Regions from separate parts of the Mus musculus genome. Here region 2 is linked to region 1. Evidence: chromatin contacts called from public capture Hi-C data. All regions are on one chromosome and are shown on one strand. The core of a region is the stretch at or near the end of the contact, and the rest is flanking DNA. Distances in the headings are between cores, read along the strand shown.

The links. Capture Hi-C pulls out chosen DNA fragments and counts their contacts.
Region 2: a capture Hi-C map of bone marrow-derived macrophages shows a contact between it and region 1, with 5 times the contacts expected there. The contact joins two enhancer-like sites. A contact is called at or near these places in 1 of 484 Hi-C or Micro-C datasets (bone marrow-derived macrophages) and 1 of 9 other capture datasets (bone marrow-derived macrophages).

The regions. Positions count from the first base shown.
Region 1 is chr3:143,648,879-143,654,425 of GRCm38.p6, forward strand. It overlaps Gm33809 (a long non-coding RNA gene), which reads left to right. Exons shown (of 3, transcript XR_376152.2): 2 at 1-68. Among named protein-coding and RNA genes, the nearest start is that of Gm33809, 5.8 kb to the left of the region's middle. Within about 2 kb of position 2,718, at least 13 of the 459 cell types and tissues checked have an H3K27ac peak or open chromatin away from gene starts, as enhancers often do. A contact at or near this core is called in bone marrow-derived macrophages, where this site is marked.
Region 2 is chr3:143,910,432-143,915,978 of GRCm38.p6, forward strand. No RefSeq gene overlaps it. Among named protein-coding and RNA genes, the nearest start is that of Gm40160, 39 kb to the left of the region's middle. Within about 2 kb of position 2,115, at least 48 of the 459 cell types and tissues checked have an H3K27ac peak or open chromatin away from gene starts, as enhancers often do. A contact at or near this core is called in bone marrow-derived macrophages, where this site is marked.

The DNA of each region.
Region 1 (5,547 bases), core at 1,468-3,967:
GGCACAGTCATTATCATCTTGTGACATGGTGGAGAGCTCTATCAGTCTGCTGACAAAAGGATTTTAAGGTGAAACTAAAAACCAACAGAAAGCATGATAAAAACAAATTCGATTTGTCTTTTATCATGGATATCGTGATTGGGTAGAGTGGGGTCCCCTTGGTCTGCAAAGACTGCAGTCCATCTTGCCTTGGGAGTCATGGATTTGTACTAACAGCTTTCAGCATAGTGTTGTAAGGCCTGCTTTCTCACATCAGACTACAAGTGTATGGTGGGAAGACATCCTGTCTTTTATTCCAAGATCTCCTACAATTTATATGAGATAGTTGCACTCTAACTGTCATACAACAGGTGAAGAATGAATGAGCATGTCTCTGTTATCATAGAACTCGTGTACTACAGTTCCTAGATTTTCCTCTAATTTACTGAGGTCAGTGCGCATGACAGGTGGTGATCTTTCCTATGAATGAGCTTACAGAAACCATAATTACACTTACGATGTAATTTATCCCCAAACTGCAACATTAAAGTGGTGCGCCCCCTCATATATATCTGAGTAAGGATGATTGATGTCCTGTGCCTGTCAGTGATGTATACAGACACTTATTACAAGATCCCTAACATTTTAAAAGAAAAGGGTATAATTGTAGGAATGAGAAATACAAGAGATTCTCTTTCAGTTATCACTCATAATTCATACATATACATACACATACATATACATACATATACACATACATATACACTGTGTAATTGGCTTTGTTCACCTGGCTCTTTCTTGCTCCAAGAAGATGAAGCATTTGAGGTGCTCTTAGAAATAGCTTTTAAATCTTTAATTCCTTTCAAGGCACTCTTTCAACTTACACATCATCCATGGAAAGTGACAGGCAAATTTTATGAGTTCCATTTCTCAAAGGAAGCTAAGGCTCATGACCTCAGCTACTTACCCCTAATCATGCTCACAGGGGGCACTAGCCATGCGTTACCTGCAGGAATTGACATGTTTCGACAAAGCTGACCTTGGCTTGCCTTCTAGTAACTCACTGTGGTTGAGCAGTTTGGCTTTGCACTCAGGGTTCTGGGACCCCGCCCTAGGCCTATGGCTTTAGAGAGTCCTCCTGACCTTCTTGTCAATGCTGCTCTGCCCCATGAAGTAAAGAATAGATGGAGCAAAGGAGCTAGGCTCGTCCACATTTTGATCACCCATACTGTGTATTCCCAACCTGCCTGCATATCAGGTAGCTGCCACCTAACTCTGAATCTCCCACCTCAAGGAGAAGCCATCCTTCATGCACTTGTGATAGGCCTGCTTCCCAGGTCACCCTTCCAAGAGCACAGCACTCATCATGCCAAAAGAGAGAGGAGAACAGTGCAAATGTTCAGACAAGAACAGGGGCATTCCTGAGAATGGAATGCAGAGAAAGCAGCAGTTGCCACGTCCTTCGGATGAGAGGAATGAGGAAGAGAATCACAGCGAAAACAAGGAAGAAACCTAGTCCAGACACCGGGTGAAAGTAAAAAAGACACTGGTAAAGGTCCTTGGGAAAGATGCTGAGTCTGTAGGCTCTGTTGGAACAATGTTATGAGAACTGAGGAAGAAAGGACAGGATATATTAGTAGAGAGGAAAGAGTACAGAATGACAAAGGGACTGAAGGCTATGCAGAAGGTCACTGGGGGAATGTGCAGACTACAAAGACTAAATGGAAAGAGGCAGAAAATAAGCTGAAAAGAAAGACAGAATGTAGCTGGCATTTGTCACTATTGGTTCCCCTTTGGGGGAGGCAATTTGCATCTGGTTTATTTGGTGGGAACTATTGCACTCCTTTCTGCTAGCTTGGAGTCAGACTGAGTGGCAAGGACAGCAACTGTGTTTGAAGTCCTTGTGCTTTCAGATTTATTCCTACATGGAACAGTCAAGGACCTACTAGGCTCCAATATTCTGGAAGAACTAAGTCTGCTTTGCCCAGTCTGGTTCTACAACCATTACCTCAACATATTGGCAGTACATATCTTTTCAATAGATTTCATATTGGTTATCCAAACTAGAAAAACTGTGAGTGAATTGAAGTTGGAGCTTCATAGCTTAGTTAGTGGAAAGCAGGGTCCTAGTTTTCAAGGGAAAGTTGGGATTTTCTTCAATGCAAGTGAAGGACTCAGGTAGTGTGAATGAATGGTTAAGTCATTTATATCAAAATATCTGGCCATTCTGACTAAGCAGCTCATAAGGAGCTGGAATTCCCTATAGAAGTCAGTATGTTTAATAAGCAGACTTCAAAAGCTAAGGGTAAGGTAGATGCTTCCCTTTTTATTCTATTTCTGTTAAAGTAAATATAGGCTGTCCAATGACTTCATTCTGTTTATTAATAGATATTTGGTTTATAGCACTATCTATTCTTTATCTACTATTGAAAGTGAGGTAGTAGTCATTACTTACATTAAAATGTTCATGGATGTAGACTAAGAGGGTGTATAATTTCTACATGATTTTCACATAATCTTAAATGTTCTGTGGGTGAGTATTAAGGGAAAATCTTTCTAGAACTACTTAAGTGAGAATAAACTTGATCATTCATCCTGAAAATACATACTGACTATGATCCTTAGGGTCAACTTAACAAAGGAATGAGTTTTGTATTTTAAAGGGGGAAGAGAAAGTGGTAATACATTTAGCTTTTGACTTAGTCACTCATGGGTTGTTTGTGATGGTAATTAATGGAGGGTGTTATTCAGACACATATGACAATGACTCATTCCATCAAAAGTTCCTCAAAGGTCTGCCTGCAGCAAAACAATGGTGCACTGTGTTTTGGTTTGTAATTATTCTGACGATTCTAAGATTTGTATTCCATTATTAAAATTTGTTCCGCCTCTTAAAAAGGTGACTATTACATTAATCTGAAAAGACCAGGGTCCCCTATGAAGACTGAGTACAGCTGTGTCCATGTCTTGGTGCTTTCTTTGTGTTAGTTGGAGGGCCACGGATAAAAATGAGCACTTTGTGCCCTTATGGCTTTATTAGCTATTATACTCTGAGAACAACAACCCTGGATGTTTTGAAATTTACAGTTTCCTGGGGCCATTTTCACAAACAGTTTTGACATAGCACAGAATACTTGATCAACTGTCACCCAAGGCGATTTGAAGGAAATACAGGAAAGGGAAGGTCTATTTGACTGTTGACACTGCAAGTTCTTTCCGTTTTCCACAGTAAAGAAAAATCAATACTCCCTTTCCGGAGAAGACCTATAGAATACTCAGGAAAACATTCAAGTCTGCATCATTGAGAACTCTGGACATAGTCACAGGGACACCGAGACGCGCTGGCAGCCCTTTGCAGCTTTCTAGAGGACAACTTAAGTGAGAACTGTAATTGTATGGTCATAGATATCACATCTGACATGATATCCAAGAGAAATGAATTTGGAAACCTACAAGGACTCAATTAGTGAAGCAAGAATGACAAAGTGGTGTTCCAGAGGTCCTTGTTACATGACCTTTCGACAGCTGTACCGGTGTGATGTCAAGGCAGTTACCTAACCATATTCTCTCTCAGCCCTCTCATGTTTAAACAGAGCCAAGATTACCTGCTTCCTAAAATTAACTAATTTCCTTATAAAACGCATGATGAAATTCTTGACTTTTGCTAGAAGTAGCATCGATGCACTGCCCATTCTCCTCTTGTTAGTGCCTTGTATGATCTACTCCCCAGAGAAGGGGATGCCTTGGAGAGAAAGTGAAATTCTTTTTATCAAGAGTAGAAATTTAAAAAGTTGTCAACTATAAAGTATCTACTTTACGCTGGTTTCCCAAATGCATTATTTCTATATTGCGTGATTATGTGACATAAATCTTACCTCTATGTTGCAGATGAAGAAATTAGGGCCCAGAGAGGGTAGATGAGTCCATAATGAGAGAGTTAGTAAGTGAAGCTGAAAGCAACTCTGAGCCAGACTCCAAACACTTTATTCTTTCTACTTCTCGCTACATATTGGTCAGGAGATTTTCATTTAGCTGAACGGTTTTAAAAAACTATATAACACGGGGGCTGGGAAAATGGCTCAGTAGATAAACAAGCTTGCTGCACAAGCATGAGGAACTGAGGGTGGACTTAGTGGTCATGTAAAAAGCTACTTGCTCAAGTAACCTCAACGTGGAGAGCAGCAGAGACAGGAGGCTTATTGGAGTTTGCTGGTCACCGAGCTAGTTACAATTTCAGTGTGAGACTGTCTCAAAGAATTAAGTAGAGAGTGATAAAAAAAGGAGACCAAATAGCATCCTATGAGAGTTCTGCTTGCATATTAACTTACACACACACACACACACACACACACACACACACACACACACACACTATACAACATTAAAAGTGCTTAAGCACAGGAAATGGTTTCCCAATGCATAGTGTTTCTCTTGATAGTATTGGGACTTTTTTTCATACATCTACTCCGTATCAATTATGCATTTTCCCTTGACTTATTTAAAATTACTTGAAGTAAAATTCCAAGCCAAGATAGGTATTTACAAATATTCTTTGATTTAAAAAAATAGTTAATTTCTTTATATTTCACTTGCAAATACTTAAGACAACCAGCCCGTAAGTGCAGTTTCCCGCAGAACTTTCTGCTCAGAAGGGAGCAGGTAGCTGGAGGGATTGAAGTGGGTATTTATACCTTAATTCTCTGGTTTGGCGGGTTAACCCAGAAAGATCTCATATGAATTTCACTTGGCTTCAGGGCGCAGCCGTACGAAGCATTCTCAGTTAATTTCACTACTTGATAAAGAGTCGGGGATGTCTTATCCCAGATCCTTCCATGGGGATTTGTCCTCCACTTCATATTCTTCATTAGGAGATTGAATACATTCTTGCCAGTGTTTATGATACTTGGTGCTTAAATATTATCACCAATAATTGTTTATGTTAATGTGTTCTTGGCATCTCCATGCCCTACGTCCATGCTACGATGATAACTCAGAAAAGCTGATTTTCTATTCTGGATTCTGCACAGATGAGCAGATAGGAAAGTTGCTCCTTTTCTTCTTGCTCTCTCCCTGTGTTCGCTGAGGGACTGCCTGCCCTCCTGTGCAAGAAGATACCTAGGCAATCACAGATGTAAACACCTTGAAGACCATGCCTTACCTTGTCTTTCCCTTTTCCCAAAACAGATCTCTATTTTGGTTGTATATTATCAATCTCAATATAAGTTTGGCCCCGAGGCATATAAATGTCTGGTGTTTTGTTTTTTTGAGAACTTGCAGGGGGAGGAGACAAGCAGCGTTGATTTGAACTTCAATCTTATGTTGAGCAATATTATCCCATGGGTAAAATTAAAACACATTTTCTGACTTTTTTATACCAAGAGACATATTTTGCTATTGGGCTTTCTAGGATACATATCCACCATCTTCCAACAATCATTGCCTACAGAGAGACCATATCTGCCTGGAGATACAGCTCTCTGACTTAAACTTACAAATTCAAGTTTATGAATAAATGCTCTCTCTCTCTCCTCTCCTTTTTTTTTTTTCTTCTTGAATATCCCAGAGAAA
Region 2 (5,547 bases), core at 865-3,364, 260 kb after region 1:
CACCCCAGGGGTCCTCTGGCCCTGGTCTCCCCAGTACAGGTATCACAGGTATGTACTGCCATGCCCAGCTGTAACAGGTGTGCTGGGAATCTCACACAAGGCCTTCTGGGTACCCAGCAAGCCTTTACCACCTGAGCCATCTTCCTCAGCTCCAGGCTGAGATCTTCATCCTAGATATGGTTGTTTTGTGATTGTCAGTTTGAAAGGCTGCCAGCAACAAAGACTCCGGCCACAGGCTCTGTTGAACACAGACTAATTGCTGCCCCAGTCCTCCAGTCTTGACACTCTGAAGATCTCTGACTGAAGTAGCTTCACTCGGCCTCCCCCGAAAGGCCCAGGAAGGAAGCAGGAGTGTCTGTTGCCTCACTAAGAGAAGGTGTGTTACAAGCCAGTTCCCAAGCAAGAGCACAAAGCTCTTCTCAATGTCTCCGCAGCCAGGTTGACAAAGGAACACAACGATGTTCTTCTAAGCTGAGGCTTAACCGAATGATCACTGTTTTTCTCTGAGATGTTTCTGCTTCTCAGCTGGTTCTCAAGGTCTCCACTTAACGTAGACACCCTCTCTTATTTCTTTCCTCGGGTTTGTCTGTCTTACCCAACAATGGACTTGATTCCTCCTTTCTTTCCCTTCACACAACAGAAACAACTACTACCTCCCAATCAGCAATGCCAAACCTTCAAATCCTTTAAGTCTCAAAACTGCCACACCTCTTCCAGGGGGTCTTCCTGGTTTGCTCACTGAAATGGTACCTAGTATCTAAGCCAAACCTTTCCTTCTTTGCCATATCGTGTCTTTTGGTTCGCAGCTGCAAACCCAGCTCCTAACAGTCACAAGAACCAGAGCTTTACAGTGTAGTCACTCAACACACAACATGGAAAGATACAAAAAAGTAAACCTTCATGACATGCCTTGGGATGAAAGTAGTCACAGTGCGACTTACAACATGTGGCCTCTGTCAAGACTAATGATGCCAGGGACCTCAGTTTCTCCATCCAGACTAAGGAATAAGACAGTGGCTGCTTAGTAAGATAAAGAGTTGGAACAATTTTTTTTTTAGGTGACATGCCTAAGCATGTATTAATATGCCAAATTCACCATTAACCCTTGCATATAAAAAGCTCTCTGTCTATAGTAACTCATGCTGCAATTGAGGTGGAGATATATATATATACATATATATATATATATATATATATATATATATATATATATATATAGAGAGAGAGAGAGAGAGAGAGAGAGAGACATACACACACACATATACCCTGTCTATCAAAGAATAGGGTTTGGAGTAAGCGCACACTAGCACTCACATAATTAAACTTTGCTGTGATGCTCATGACCACAGAAACAGGGTGCTACTGGGCCAGGTCTGTGGTCCCCAAGGAAAGATGATTTGACGTGAATTGATTGGAATGGTGTTAGCTAAAATCCATGAAGTTAGTAATCACATACACAGTACCTCCAAAGAGTCCTTTAGTGGTTTTATAATGTACCAACCACAGACGGCTTCAATTTGGTACTGTTATTAAGCAAATAAATGGGTTTTTTAGATATTTAACTTCTAATCATATGTGAGCTTCAGGAAGCTCAATGCTCCAATGGCATCGTTAAATACCTCTTTGTTACAAAGCCATGCTTTGACTTCTGAGGCAAAGTTGAGGGCCTAAATTCAACCCCATTAGTTCATATCTTGCCCAAAATTCAGCTTATAATGAAGCCGGCAAATTAGGTCCCCTGACCATAAACCTCACAGAAGGAAAGCAAGCAGAGCATGAATCAAAAAGGCTTTACACAGCAGTTAGCTATTAGTAACATATAAATTAAGTGTACAATCAAAGGGGGAGGCGTAAGTTTAGTAGTTATGGTCTCAGCGAAACCCAACCCAGCATTCTGAGTGAAAGGGGTGGTAATGATGATGATAAAATAATACCAACGAGAGCTCTTTCATTGTGTTTTTGACAAATGATAAGCCCTGGAACTTGGAGCCTCCTTTTTTAATTCATCGCTGTTATCCTTGTCAGGTTGTACCAAATTGTCACAGCCCATCTGGCTTCCAACCCTCACAGGCTTGCTCCAGACCTCAGCTGGAAGTTTTGAACAATGGGATGAGTCACGGTTAGCCACAAGTGTGAGTCTATTACCACAGTTGGTCTGTGTCACCAAGCTTGCAAAACTCTGCCTGAATCATGTCAATTAAGTTTTGAGCGCTGCTATTTACAGGTTCTTTAATTCTTCCCTAGAGAAATATTGAGGAGGATCATAGTCCACTGCTCTCAAGGGAGGAGTTTGTGAACTTGCTCACGCTCACACGTGGGCGCAACTGATTCCCTACATGCTGGAAGAAGTTAGCATCTCTGGCTTCTATGAAAGCTGCTTCCAGGCTCTGTGGTCTGGTGACCAAATTTATATTGACAGACTCTTTGGGGCTATGGAGGTTTGAGCAAACAGACCACAGCGACTCACTGTACTGAGCACTTGAACCTCCGGACCTATTGTTAAGGCAGGTCTGTTCCAGGTGATGGGAGAGACGAAGTAAATTCAAGAATGATTTTTGAAAAAAATCACCTTACGAACACTGATGAGATTAGCCTTACATTGTCTAAGAAAGCCACAGTAATTCAAGTATACTCGTGCCTCATAATGGCCAATAAATGTTCCTGTCAGAGTTCCAAAAAAGGGGCACAATCAGTACAGAGCATTTCTGTTTTCTATTTTTGTGCCATGTTAAAAAAGAAAAAAAAAGTAAAAATAGCCATCAGACTGATACTCTCCCTCCCCCTCTTTTTGACAATTTGTGGAGAGAAAAAAAAAAAAAAGGTTCGTTCTGAGGCTGAAAGTTTGCATGCCAAGGTTTCACTTGGAACTAATTTTTATGGCTGAGTTAAAAAGACCCTGAAAAAAAGAAAAGTTTCAAATGGAAATGCTGACACAGCTCTGCCCACAGTGGCAAGAAGGGAGGTTCAATAATGCCCGTTTGTACCTTGTTTGCCTAATTGTTGCTTTAGAAAAGGAATCTGGCTGCCTAGCCTTGGGCATCACCCATAGCTTAACCACATCTGTCTACTCATTATTGGGACTATCTGGAGCCTGCAAAAGTTAGCACTGAGCCTTGATTTGAAAGGAACCCAGTAATTCATTGTGGGGCAGGACACACAGAAGCATTCCCTGCCAGGTTTCATTACCCTAGACTCACCTCCACCTAGATGGCGCGGTAACTTCCAACAGAAAGGAGAACAGGAAAGCGTCTTTGTTACTCGTTCTGTACATCGTAATTCTTGGCAATTGTCTACTAATTGTTTTCTAAAACTAGAAATGCCGACGATGAGCTGTTTGTGCAGATGAAATGGCAGTGCAAGTTGTCTGGACACTGGGACGGACGAGGACCGGAGTCAGACTTCCATCCACCATGACGATTTTAAGGTGGCATCCTCTGAGGTTTAATCTGGATGGGGAGAAAGACGGCACTGGGAAGTTTTGAAGCAAGCAAGAGTCTGCCTTGCTACCTCCTGGGGAAGGCTGTTCAGAAAGCTCTCATCTGACTAGAAAGGCTGAATTTCACAGCCTTCTGAAATAGTAACAACAAAAATAAGTATTCTGCCATATGAAGGAAACCCATGAAGTTTGTGTGTACTCCTGGCCAGAGTTCCCATGGAGTCCTTTGCGGTTCCACAGGTTGGGGGTCTGCAGAGCATTGGGACCGTGTTCCTGAAATAAGGGAGTCCAGTGTGGGCCTCAGACCTGGGATGTATTGCCACATTGGTAATGACACTAAAATCTATGAAGCTACAACTCACAGATGCTTCATGCTTCCAAAAGAAAAGAATGATGATGGTGATGGTGATGATAATAAAGGAAAACTTTTTTCATTTAATTTTTTCCCCAGCCCTCAGAAAGTCTTTACTCCATTAAATGAAAGAGGTAAAGAAAAAAAAAAAAAAGAGGCTTTTCTGAACTTTAACGTTTTCATAGCTTGGGCTTTATTTCCACCTTAAAATCTTTACCTGGCCATGATCTGTTGTTCCATTACTGGAGGGCAAAAATGGGAGGAATTGTCTGGGCTAAATTGCAATTAGGCAGCCCTGAGTGCGGCTGGCACCAGTTAACTTGGGATATTGGAGTGAAAAGGCCCGTAATCAGCCTTCGGTCATGTAGAACAATGCATAAAATTAAATTGACATTAATGAATAATTGTGTAATGAAAATGGAAGAGGAGAGTTAATTGCATGTTACAGTGGGTGTAATGCCTAGATAACCTTGCATTTAATGCTATTCTTAGCCCTGCTGCCAAGACTGCTACAGAACCTCTCTCAGCAGGAAGTCATTAAGGCTGTGAGTAGATAATGCAGGCTCAGTGAAACCTAAGTGGCAACAGAGTAACAAGACTTTCTTTCAGACCTTAGTGTTTTCTGGGGGAAGAAAAAAAAAAAAAAAAGAGGGCATGTTGAGGTAATTTGTACACATCTGAATGAAAACAGGAAACTCTCTGCAACCTATTTGCAGTTTGTCCAGTCCCACAGCTTCCTCTACTATTATACAGACCAAGGTCAGCTCCCATAAAGAGGAGGAGGCAGCTCGCAGCTGTGAACTAGTTACAACTTAGTTTTGTTAACAGCTCACTGTGCCAAAGTCTGCAAAAGGTTTGACGTCAGACTTAAAAGACTAGGGAGGGGGGTGGTACATGACCTCAGGACAGGTTCATGGGCACCACCTGCTCCAACAGATAATAAGTTTAGGAGCCCTAACAGCTGCAAACAGCCACCCTAAAACCTGCTCTTAAAGCCCTGTGTACGCCAGCAAACAGTGAACAGTAGGACCATTCTGGACCCGTGTCTTCCCCAAAGCAAAGATTTCTCAAAAGACGCAAAAAGGAAAAGTCACAGTATTTTCTCCCCACGGAAGGCTCTTGTCCCTCGGCGAGCTTCTGGATTTCATGCGCTGTGAAGTATTGAGGGTTTCTGAGGTTTGTTTTTTGTTTTGTTGTGGGTTTTGTTTGTTTGGGGGTTTTGTTTATTAGCTTTGTTTTGTTTTTTTCTTCCAGGAGGAATCTGCTAAGCAGCGTGGTCCTTGCCTGATGTCTAGAGAGCAGGCCAAAATAATGCCAGCGAAAGGGCTGGATGGAAACGGACCAGTCTGAAAATCAGTCACTTCTGCATGCTCACAAAATATATGTTTAAATCTCATTTGGAAAACCTCTGAGTACCACCACCAGTAGTCAAGATTTATTTGTTGGAGGGGGACTCTCATTCTTTTTCAGGCTCATATTTCTGCTCTTGCAAATGCAGGTATCAGTACATATTTCAACCAAAGTGATTTTTGATTGAGAAATTATTTCATCCTCGGGGCTTCGTTTTGTTTGTTACTTTTTGATTTGCATGGAAATTTGTTTTTCTCGTGTCATTCAGAATGGATCTTCGGTGTGGTTGGATGCATGTCTGCCAGCTCCGGTCTCTTGCTTTTATTCCCAAGCTTGGCTGGGCCTGAATGGGATGCGATGCTTGCATTTCTGGATCTCAAACAGTATGGTAAAAGGTGTTTCTTCCATT